4 separate regions of the Mus musculus genome follow, and all the other regions are linked to region 3. Evidence: chromatin contacts called from public Hi-C and promoter capture Hi-C data. All regions are on one chromosome and are shown on one strand. The core of a region is the stretch at or near the end of the contact, and the rest is flanking DNA. Distances in the headings are between cores, read along the strand shown.

Region 1 (2,906 bases), core at 27-2,526, 570 kb after region 3:
TTTATGTTAGGTAGAATGTTTTACTTTTAGTAATCATATTGCATTTTTTATTTAAAAATTTTCATACAATATATTTTAGTTATGTTTCCCTACCTCCCTGCATACCCAACTGTTTTTCACTTTTTCTCTGTCTCTCAAAAACCCACTAAAATGAAAACTAAAGCAAATAAGCAAAACACCTATCATAATAGAAAAAGAACAAAACAAAACAATCATATTTTTAGCAAAGGCACACAAATAAGGCAATATTAAATTGTCCCCTACATGGTGCAATCTAAACATGTTTATAATGGTCTCTGATATGTATGTGGAAATTTAAAATTTTATTTATGGTATAATGAAACATATTCATAGCTGACTGAATATCCCACAAAGATGCCAAAGCCATGTACTAGAAGAAACTAGCGAATTGTGCTGCCACAGTGGGATGTCCACTTGTAGAATAACGAAAGTACACAGTTACCTCTTACTTTGCACAAAATAAGACGTAAATTGATGAAAAACTTCAATAGTAAACCCCAAACTCTGAAGCTTCTAGAAAATATTTTAGATTGCACTTTAAATTTATAGGCACAGGAAAGGACTCTATAAATATAACTTCATGTTTTTCACAAGTTAAGAGCAACAACAGACAAATGGCACATTCCAGAACTGAAGTTTCTATACAGCAATGGAAACATAGAATGAAGTAGAACCTACACAAAATGCCCAGAGTTACAATAGTGGCTCCAATTAGAAATTAAATGGTCTTGTTTCCTGTGTTTCTGGATTGTTTGTTTTGTTTTGTTTTTAACCAATCAGCCTTACTAATTGTCCCACATGGATTTCCATGCATGAATCTAAATCTACTGCATAGACTTTTATAATTAAACAATACTACTATTCCATTCTTTTTTTACTGAAGTTGATTCTTCTAAAAACCTTCACTTGGCAGTACTGCAAAACACACACTCTCTTTCTATCCTCTATTCTTCTTTCTTCTCCTTTCCCTCTGTCTGGTTGCTGACTGTAACTGGAATCAGATCTAGAGAAGGATCATGCTAAGAAACATCTTTCATAGATCCTACTTTGTCCTTTTTAAGTTATTCAGCATTCATAAGGTTGGTAAAATTCAGAACTTACCAAATCTGTTCCTATCTTTACAAAGGCAGTTTCCCATACTACCTTCCAAGGCTCTTCAATAGCATCTGGAAGCGGTATATAAAGATAATAAGCTACAAGCACCACAGAGATGAGAAGAGAAATGGTTTTCCCCATGTTTCCTTCTGCTCTTTCTGCTTTTGGCAGTTAGGAAATACAACTCATTTCAAATCATTGGATGTTGAATTTTAACCAGTCACCAAGTGTTACCTAACTTATTCAGTCCAAATTCCACGACGCAATCTCTTAAAGCACAGGCACTCCAAATCTACAAAGAATTTCAAAGCAGAGCTTTAATCTCGAAGGTACTTCCCATCTGTTTCTGAACAGTTTTCAAGAAAAACATATCACAACAAAGGTGTTATTATTCAGACTCTCTTACCTGTAAGTAATAGGTATTGCAACATATGAGAAAGACATATGTAAAGTAGAAACTAAAAGAAGATCAACAACACCTTTAAAGCTATGTGAAATTTTTAAAAAAATTCAATTTTCCTTAATTGCCTCTGGGCCCTACTTTCCTTCCCGTTGGGAAACTCCAGGCGTTTTTAATGACTGTTCAATGGCTCGGCTTATGAAGTAGCTTTGTTCTGTTTATATGATTTCTTTTGAGAACACAGAATAATTATATCATGTTCCTTTCTGTTCACAGCTCAGCTGAATCCATTCTGTACATTCTCAACTTGAAAAACCCATTCCTCTTCATTTTATTTTTGGCTACATTGATAATTAGACAATTCTCACCTTTTAGTCCAATATTCTAACTTAAAACATTTCTTTGGCTGTTAAGTTTATAATTGCCACCAGAAAATCTGCACAAAAGTCACTTATCTGTCCAAATCCCCACCTAATTAGATAATGAATGAGTCAAGGGTTGAATGACTCAAGTATTCAATTCTGTTTCAATGAGCTTCAAGCATATTCCATGCCAAGTTCAACCTAACTTTCACAATAAGTAGATTGCATCAAATAATCTTCATATCAATATGGGAGTGGAAGGGTGACTATTACCAGACTACTTTTTAAAGAGTAAACTACATATTTCTAAAGCTAATATTTTATATTGGATCCCCTGTTTCACAAAGGCTATATTCTATAGCACTATGAAAGAAAATGAGAGTCAAAACCTTGGTCTACTTTTGTCTAATTGTTACACATGACTATCTGTGTTATGCATGGAGGGAGTAGTTTTATTCACATGTTATGAGATTGTGTTAGGTGGACAGATGGTCTGGTGGCAGAGATCAATGAAGGCAAAGTGAAGAAAAAGGAAGCCATGAAATTGAAAGAACCGAGAAGGGTCTGGAGGAAAAAAAAAGTGAGAAATCTTGTAGCTATATTATAACACCCCCCTCCCAATTAAAAAGAATTCTGCATCAGGAACTTCATCCAATTGTTTGTATGAGTGGGTTGTTAGAATTGATTTGGTGATTTGGGGAAACTAGTTATCTTTATTTTTTCAAGCCACTTTGTTTCTTTGTTTGTTTTCATGGATATCTGACCATTTGGGTTTTGATCATTGACTCAGACTTTATTTTTTCTTTTATTCTTTTAATTCAACTTGACTTTGTTCTTTCAGTTAAAATCTTGGCAATGTTCAGGAAAGACTAGGTTATAGTAAAGTCGTAGCAATGATTTTGTCTGTTGGAAATGTGTTCTGGACCCCTGGATCTATCTCCAGTCTACCATTCTGGGCTGACCCTATTACTGAAAACACCAGAATTTTAGCTATAGAACATAAAGAACTCAATACCAAATTGATCAGG
Region 2 (2,707 bases), core at 148-2,647, 550 kb after region 3:
GGCAGAGTAGCAGATAGATAAGTTAAAAATAGATGGGCCACTTTGTTGTTTCGGGGTCTTTAATTTTTTCTTAATTCCCACTGTATAGAAATTCATTGAGATGTGTAGAATTTAGGTCTGGTTTCTATTGCTGTAGCTTTTTTTCTTGGATTTTCATTTTCAAGTTCTTTATATAAAAGCCTTATAACCTTTATTATAAAGATCTTGCAAGTAAATAATGACATTAAAACTAACCAGAACCAGTGTGTATAATAAAGTTTTAATACATTTTTTCAAACATAAAAAAATAATAATTGCTTTTCAGATTCTTGTACATGAACCTGTGTTATGTTCCTAAATGGTGGCAGGCAGAGGCACAAGCGCCTAATACTCAAGCTTGTTGGTGGCTGATTTCTTAGTGCTGGAGCAAGACTTAGAGTTGTATGCCCATGAGGATATCCCTCCTCCTATGCCACAATACACTTACTATGTATTTCTGACTTTTCTAGTATGTAAGACCTAAAACTGAAAATTACAGCACTAAAATTTCTGTGAGATCTAAAAGATACCTCTGTATCCAAATCTGGTTACCATTACACAGAGCAAAGGCCAGAGAGGCAACTGAGGGCCCCACACAAATGTACATTTTAGGTTAGGCTTGGCAGTTGGCTATGGTTCAGGTGGGCTAGACCTATGGAAATTCACAAGACTGAACAAGCACACAGGATGTGCAATTAGGCTAATCCTGGAATTTAGATATGCCATGAGTGAGCTAGATACAAGTAATCTCAGTAGGTTGAGCTGGTGCATAAGATAGGTGACTAGGGCCAAGCAGAGTTTGTATTTCAGACTGATATGAAAGATGTACAGTCAGTGCCAATCCTGTATATTGGGAATAGTACATAAAGAGTTTAACAATCTTGGCTGATGTGTAGGATGTGCAGTGTTGGCTGGCTCTGGATGACACATATGGCACAAATAGTCTAGGCTCAGGCAGACTTCTATTTTTATTTGTTTACATTTCACTTGGGATTTAATTACCACACTCTTTACATTGCTGACATTCTTTTTCATGTTCTTTTTAAACTGTTGATTATGTTTATGATTGTACTTTTAAACTCATATCCTGAGGTTTGTCTGGGTAGTTATTCCTGGAGAACATGTCTACAGGACTCAATTGAGGGGCATCATATTGTTTTAGCCATTCACTTTGATTTTGGTTTTGTTGAGTGCTCTGGTCTTGTAGACTTTTTCATTGTGTGTCTGATACAAGATATTATGCCGCTTTGTTGAGTGAAAGTTTGGCTCTGTTTTTGCTATTGCTCAAGCATGGTTGATTTTAGATAAAGTATGAAGAGCTTGTATGTCAGTCCTCCAGAGTTTCCAAATTGAGTTTTTGATTGGAGTGTTGGATGTGATTCTAGCTCAGTGGCAACCAAGAAAGGGCGTGAATGTGAGACTCCTCCCTGGGTCTGCCTGGGCAAGTACACAATACCTGGGTATTGTGTCACAGTTTCTTTAATGAAAACTTTCCATCTCATAGGAAAGCTCATAAAACACAAAATGTTAAAGGGGAGATCAACATTGTATTTTAAGACAGGCTGTTTTCGGGGAGGTAAAACAACAGAATTCCTGAGGTTAAATAAAACATCCCATCCTAAAGAGAAACTCCCTAAGCTTAGGATCTCTCCCTCCCACCCATGAGTAAGCAATAAGGAGTCACTGTGAGAGAAGTCTGAGTTGACTGAGAGCAGTTGAGAGCAGTAGAACAGGTTGGAAGAGGCAAGATTAGCTACTTTTCCTGAAACCCCAGGTCAGCTGAGTTACTTGGAAAGAATGCTTTGCATGCTGGGGTGCCTGTAGGTTTCAGAAAGCTTTAGGTTCCCAACCTTAGTCCACTCACTGTCAACCACACTGGGGTAGGCTCCAGTGATGTAACTGCCCTTGTGGCATTTCTACTTTTGCAAGGAACCTCTCACCTATGTTCCTGTAAGCAGCTCTTAAAAATATTCGTTGGTTCACAAAGGAAGTTGAATTTTATCATGTGTGTACACTGCCTTACCTTTGGTTCCCTATCTGGAGTGAGTAGACATTTGTTTACATCTCCCTAGGAATAGTGTCACATCTGGTCAGAACTAGAAGGGTAAAGAAGTGTTCATCAGGGACCACAGGCAGTCACTTCTCTGGACTACAATCTGCATGGACTACGTTAGGTTTTCTGGGAGTATGAAAACTTTAAAAGAAGATGAGTGTCCAGGTCACTAATTAACCAGGCTGGGGTGGTTAGCATACCCTGAGCTAAGCCTGGGACTATGTATACATTCAATAAATGAAGTAATTTTCTTAGTAGAAAGAATGACAAGATCATCTGAGAGTAGTGGGTAGATAACCAGAGCACATCATAGCTCACCTATATTTGTCTAGTTCTTGTGGTCTTTCTCAAATTAACTGTGATATAAAATATTTCAATTAGTACATTTTTACAGTTTATTACAACAAGCTCTGTTTTAGAAAAACATAATGTGTGTTAGCTCTACCTTTCTTGCAATTCATTTTTCAAGATTTTATTCTAGTACTTATTTTGTATGGAACATAACATAAAGGGTTTTGTTGTTGTTTATTTATTTTAGTTAATATGTTGTTTACTAATATACATGTTTAAAGAATTGATTTGACTAGAATTTCTTCCTATCTTTCCCCTTAAACTTTTGTAATTAAGGAATAGTTA
Region 3 (2,981 bases), core at 266-2,765:
GTGACAAATTGTAGAAATGGAGAAAAAGATATAACAAGAAGAACAAAGTCAAGATCCTAGCTGAATTAGACCAATTTTACCTCAGAGGAAAATCAAAATTCAGTTGAAGATGGAATGTGGCTTTAATCTCTAAATAACCATAGTATCAACCTTGAGAAAAGAACTGTAGGCATTCCTTTCATGGATTTCGCCCTCCAGTGCTCCAAGGAGCACCAAGGTTGTATGTGTGCATGCATGCCTGTGTGTGTGTTTATGTGTGAGTGTGTGTGCTTATGTGTGCGTGCATGTGTGTGTGTGTGTGCGTGCGTGCGTGCGTGCGTGCGTGCGTGCGTGCGTGTGTTTAAGTTCTGGAATCACACTGCAGAGCAGAAAGAGGCACATGCATGTTTCCTATTTCAGGCCCCAACTATGACTGTGACAATGACTTAGATCTTGGGAACAGAACCAAGGGCATGCTCACTTCTATCAGGAATGCACATAACACAGGAGAGATTGTCCTAGGAAGTAGCAAAGGCAAATGACAAAACTCACAAGCAGCTCTTCATGGAAAGAAAAACAAAATGACAAAATACAAGTATAAAAAAACTACGCAAACTTTCAAGGGAATGAGCAGTTTTGAGCAAGTAGCTCAGCTTGAAGCATATCCTCTTAATGCTTTGAATATTGTTACCTATTAATAATTACTATGTTGGCATTCTTCTTCTCAGACTATTTGAGTCCCATTAATCAACTAACAGTCATGCATTAAGAATCCTGTGTTTTCTTTAGGAAGATTGGGGAAGAAAACTGTTTCAGATGCTGCCCTATTTCATTTGCGGACAGCATTTGTTAGAGAATTACTATACTTGGGAAATGAGAAGCCAAATGGCAGAGTGTATCTCTACAGCAAGGATAGGCTACCTCCCATCTCTTGCTCTGCTCTGACTCCTCTGCAACACAACGGTAGTGACAGCATCTTTCCCATCAGGTTGTTCTAAAGGTAGGCTATGTGATGGCTGTATCTGGCACATCCTCACAAAATGCTACAATATGATATCCTTTCTAATACGTTCAATAGAGTATAATGAATAAATAAGGCATTTTATTATATTTCTAACAGACTGGAAAGTTATTAGAGTCAAGGCCCTCCAAGTGCACCCTACTTTACTTTCCCTGTAATTAGTACACCCAGGCCATCTCAGCCCCAAGTCCGTCCTAAGCAGACAGACAGGAGAGGCAACTCAGTTTTTACTTACTAGGCCATTTTTCTACAGAAACTGTTTATCAAGGCTGTTAATTCATGCCATGCTAAAATTCTGAATAGTAATGTCATACTAGAACTTTATCTCTAATTTCCTTTTCAGTCACAACAGTAAAGTGTGTGCGTCTGCTTATCCTCCGCCCCAAGACAATGACAATCATGTGACAGCCTACTAAAAACGCTTTTATCAGGGTGCGTTTCATAAAACCACCCGCCTGCCTCAATGGAAGTACTTCAGAGGTTATGACAACATCTGCAGAGAGTTTTGTAATAGTTCGTGCACAGCAGCCAATGTGTTCCTGTTTATGAGATCCTCTGGACTTCAGTCATTTATTTGTTCACTCCAATAATCATTATATTGTGTTGATGACTACAAGAAACATTCAAGAAGCAACTGTTCTGGGCCAAACATTTTTTCTAACTCTTTGAGGTTTGAGCATTAGCATCATGTGCAAGATTTTAAGGATACTAAGACAAAGTGGAGAAACAGACACGCTGATCCCAGTTCCAAGCCCTCCCTGAGGAACCTAGACATAGATGCTGACTGATTTTGTAATTGTTGCATTAACCAAAACAGCATAACCATATTCTAGCAAACTTGCACAAACACTGAACCAAGACATGTTCATTCAGTTTAAAGTCACTCTGGCTACAAACACTTGAAGAACTGTAATGGAAACTATGAAGGTTCAACTCTTTATCCTACCTCCAGTCTGTCTGTCCGCATTAACTTCTGTGCAGCAGCTGCGGCAGCTGCTGGCACTGGAACTCCAGGATTCCCCGTGACCAACATTGGTGCAGTCGGCAAGATCTCTGCTGGAACCAGGCTTGGGGAAACAGGCCCCAGGTAAGGGTTAAAGGCTGCTGATGCACTGGTGGCTAAGCTTGGTGCAACTGAAAACATTGGCTGCAAATTGAAACAAAAAGCAAAACTTAATGGCAAGTCTCCATTCCAAATTGATACTCTACTTACAGAGTTATCATTTATTCTTCATCTATCATTCATTCTTTCTTCCTTAACTTCTATTTAATTCTGTCTTTAATTTAGTCTAAGAAGATTTCAGTATACTGATATTTGCTAAGTCATTGTTTTTCTCCAAATCTAGCAGGCAGAATATGCATTCATATCTCCAGAGGGGGTTCGAAGATTGGCATCTAGAATACTTGTGGTTTAACGTCTTAAATATCTTAGTACAGACACTTGTTTGTGCTCACCCAGTCTCCACCTTTGTGACTCAATCCTAGAAATGTGTCTGAGAAACACACTGTGTAACTGCTGTCAGATATAGTGGAAAGGTCTGTTCTCAAGTGTTAACAGGATATAAGTGCCTATCATCTGAGCAGACACAGATGTCCCAGGGGATCACAGAGCCCCACAGCCAGCACATTGACCAAATCTGTGGGCTGTGAGAGGTGATGATTACACTGTCTTTTGAGCACAGAAGAGATAGCATTTGGCCTGGTCACTTGATGTCGGTTTCTCAGAAGAAAGGTTCAGTGTTCTACAAGCCCATCCCATACTTGTGGGGCACTCAGCAATGGAAATTAACCTTCTCCAGAAAATGTCTGGAATGTGAAGCCTGACAGAACATTTCCCAGGAAATGCCACAGAATTATTAAAAAACATGGGATGGGCTGTCAGCGGGCAGGACACACTGGGGTGATGCTACTGCATTCAATGGAGAGAAGCCAGGGATCTACTATGTGTAAATGGCATTCTTTAATATGAGAGCATAAGGTC
Region 4 (2,995 bases), core at 242-2,741, 520 kb after region 3:
CATATCCAAACATTATCAGATTATGGTTTTATAGTGTTAGGCTCTCCAATACTTATAGGCTTATAGGCTGATTCAACTTCATAAGGACACACTTTGAGAATATTGTATTCCAAATTCAGGTATATATATACATATATATATATATTCAGGTATATATACATATATATATATATATATATATATATATATATATATATATATACACACATACATACATACCTCCGGGTGTCTTTTGTTATGGTATAATTATGCAAATTAGGGAAGTAAGGTGTGCTCCTTTAGGCAAAACTCTGAATTCAAGGGGGGCATGTCCTCTGAACCATCACTAGCCTATACTTTTCAGGAGCTGTCCTCTTCATAGGCAACAGACATGGCGACAACATGTAGTGGCTTACTGAGGTGAACCATTAACCGAGAACTTTCTTTAAAAAACACATTAGTAACTAAAAGGAAATCATTATTAGCTTCTAGCCCACAGTCACAGAGTCTGTTAGAATTAATAAGCTACATATAAACTGAATACACCCACATGAGAAAATTGCTACTACTCATTCTTAATTTGGAATGATGAAAATTCCTTATAAAATTAGTTCTCTAAACATAAAAATAATGCATGTTTTTACCAGAAATTAAGAAAAAATACATTAATGAAAAACCTGGTAATCCAATACAAACTCTGTTCCTATATCCTGGACCATTGCACAGAGCCTAACAAAAAATAAAAATTTTAACTGTCACTGGAAAGTAAAGTATGAAGATATTCCAACAAGTTTCTCTCATTAGTAAACAATTTAAATAAACTGTGTTTGAGTGTATATAAATATAAGTATTTGGTTCTGGTTAATTACGTCACTTTTATGTATTCCACAAGTTACACCCAAACATCAAACATTACAGTATGTATCAAGTTGCATTTTTCATTAATAAGTTAGAGAATAGATTATATAGTTTGGGGAGTAGAATAACAATCACTCTGCAGTTTACCAGTTCCTTTAGTAAATCTTATTCTTAAATCATCACATTTTGCCAAATATAGATGCAAATTTTAAATTTTGGAATGATTTAAAATTTACTCTACTATAAGTTCTTTAATTTACATGGTTAAATTTTTCATGACGCAAGTTATTTTCCCTTTCTCTAAATAATTTCACTTTTTCAAATAATTGTAATTATCTTTGTTGCGACATTATCAAATACAATGAGCCCTTTAAAGCAAAACACACTACATTTTTGTCTATTAAATCAATGCATTTAGAGCCACATGAAATAGATGTGAAAGTCAGATATGTTTGCCTTTGGCTGCTTCACATCTACTGAAGAACAGTTCCCTAGGCAGCATTTAGCTCACAGAACCCTTCCAAAGGAAGCCCTAAGCAGAAAGCTTGGTCTTCTTTGGTGTGACCGAGAGACATGAGCTGCAGTGTCCCTTACCATTCTGCTGTCGGCTTCTGTCTCGACAGAAAACTCTGCCAGGAGCTGGAGACAGCTTCTGACCCAGTGCTGTGTTGCTGGACATGACCAGTGCAGTCTGATTTGCATATTATGCAGCCAAGATTAATAATTCAAAAGGCAGGGATAATTTATTCAGAAAAACCTCCAAGTCATTCAGAGGAACTCCTGAAAAGCCGAAGGCACACAACAGATGAGTCATTTTGTAGAGAGTAGTTTTAACAAAGACATTTGAGGACAAGCTAATTTAAATTTAGTTGATACACTCCCAAAACAACATAGAAGCATTCTATCTTCCCATGTGTATGTGCATGGAACTGTGTACGCACATTTAGGTAATGAGAACAGCAAACATTTTATGGTTAATATATATAGTTGAACTCATTTTTCATTGTTTTACACATTTCTTTGGTGACTTCTATACTAAGCATACAATAATTAAACTGCTTCATAGAAATCCTGAGGGAACTATGACATGAGTACTTGGACGGCAGTCTGAATTTGAGCCTTGTCAGTGTGCTGCTGAAAGGCTGTTAGAACTTTAGATAGTATCCGTTTTATTTTCTGTGATTAAATTCAGGAAACATAAAGAAGTACATCAGATGGCTAGGGATTAAGGAGAGAGGCATTATCTTAGATGACAAGCTCAAGAGATAGTAGTAGACTTTCCCCAGTCAGTGCTCTGAACAGCATCCAGAAGACTGATTATTCCAGATAAGAAACAAACCTGGCCTTTTCTCAAGGCTACATCAGTTTTTTATTCAAGCAAAAATCTGGATTGGTTGACCTGAAGGGTGGGGATAACACTGAGGATGTATGTACATGGTAGCGACTAAGATACAATCACAGGCATTTTCTACTTGTAGAGGAAAAGAGGCTAGAGAGTACTTTGGGGTACAGTCTTCAGAAAGAGAGGAGAGTAGCCAGTTGTGGTTCATGGACCTCTCCAAGGTATAGAGTGGCCAGTTGTAGTTCATAGACCTCTACAATGTAAAAAGGAAAGTTCTGACCACCACCATGGCAGGAGGGGCTGGAGATGGTGATTCCCTCTTTGTGGGTACCTGGAGTTCCCCAGAGTTTCCTCTTTCTTGTCTCTACTTCCTGATGGCCAAAAATGTGGTCGGTACTTCTCTTTTTCCCCCCCACAGGACTGCAAGCTGATAGTTTGGGCTTCCTGCCAAGAGCCACACTTCCCCAGGACCCCTCCACTGGTACCAGGGCAGATACAGTAAATAGACTGCTGTTCCTTTCATACCGTGACACCTTATTCAGGGTTACAGAGCAGAGGTACGGAGAATCTGTCCAGCAGGACGAGTGTCACTGTCACACTTCCAGGCCCCCTCACAGGCCCAAATATAAGCTCTGCATTCTTGATGGAACACTGTATGGTCACATTCCTGTTCTAAATTTGTATTAACTTTATAACAAGGGACCAAACATTTCCCTTGTGCTGGATTTGCAAATTATGTTGTCACTTCTGCCAGAGAGAGCACACATCTCTCAGGAAGTGATTTCTGTTCAGCCTATAATATTTCAGTGGGCAGAG

What was found. Promoter capture Hi-C pulls out the DNA fragments that hold promoters and counts their contacts. Hi-C and Micro-C count contacts between places; a contact is called where the count stands out from the background.
Region 1: a contact with region 3 is called in a promoter capture Hi-C map of liver, with 2.9 times the contacts expected there. The contact joins the promoter of Aadac here to the enhancer-like site in region 3. A contact is called at or near these places in 5 of 39 promoter capture datasets (hippocampal neurons, liver, pre-B cells and 1 more), 1 of 484 Hi-C or Micro-C datasets (nephron progenitors), 1 of 115 datasets of contacts at active chromatin or transcription factors (epiblast stem cells) and 1 of 9 other capture datasets (adipose tissue).
Region 2: a Hi-C map of liver shows a contact between it and region 3, with 2.3 times the contacts expected there. The contact joins two enhancer-like sites. A contact is called at or near these places in 1 of 15 datasets of contacts at CTCF or cohesin (pro-B cells), 9 of 484 Hi-C or Micro-C datasets (the AML12 cell line, the HL-1 cell line, cerebellum and 6 more) and 1 of 9 other capture datasets (embryonic stem cells).
Region 4: a contact with region 3 is called in a promoter capture Hi-C map of liver, with 4 times the contacts expected there. The contact joins the promoter of Sucnr1 here to the enhancer-like site in region 3. A contact is called at or near these places in 12 of 39 promoter capture datasets (the 3T3-L1 cell line, 3T3-L1-derived adipocytes, the C10 cell line and 6 more), 1 of 15 datasets of contacts at CTCF or cohesin (the NIH/3T3 cell line), 1 of 484 Hi-C or Micro-C datasets (liver), 4 of 115 datasets of contacts at active chromatin or transcription factors (epiblast stem cells, hepatocytes, kidney and 1 more) and 2 of 9 other capture datasets (adipose tissue and embryonic stem cells).

Annotation. Positions count from the first base shown.
Region 1 is chr3:60,030,158-60,033,063 of GRCm38.p6, reverse strand. Aadac (arylacetamide deacetylase) reads right to left here and starts at 1,276. Exons shown (of 5, transcript NM_023383.1): 1 at 1,123-1,276. The coding sequence starts at 1,257.
Region 2 is chr3:60,052,786-60,055,492 of GRCm38.p6, reverse strand. No RefSeq gene overlaps it. Among named protein-coding and RNA genes, the nearest start is that of Aadac, 22 kb to the right of the region's middle. Within about 2 kb of position 1,397, at least 16 of the 459 cell types and tissues checked have an H3K27ac peak or open chromatin away from gene starts, as enhancers often do. A contact at or near this core is called in liver, where this site is marked.
Region 3 is chr3:60,602,860-60,605,840 of GRCm38.p6, reverse strand. Mbnl1 (muscleblind like splicing factor 1) reads right to left here. Exons shown (of 10, transcript NM_020007.4): 4 at 1,947-2,147. Among named protein-coding and RNA genes, the nearest start is that of Mbnl1, 100 kb to the right of the region's middle. Within about 2 kb of position 1,515, at least 82 of the 459 cell types and tissues checked have an H3K27ac peak or open chromatin away from gene starts, as enhancers often do. A contact at or near this core is called in the NIH/3T3 cell line, adipose tissue, hematopoietic stem and progenitor cells and 2 more, where this site is marked.
Region 4 is chr3:60,080,365-60,083,359 of GRCm38.p6, reverse strand. Sucnr1 (succinate receptor 1) reads right to left here and starts at 1,491. Exons shown (of 2, transcript NM_032400.2): 1 at 1,432-1,491. The coding sequence starts at 1,434.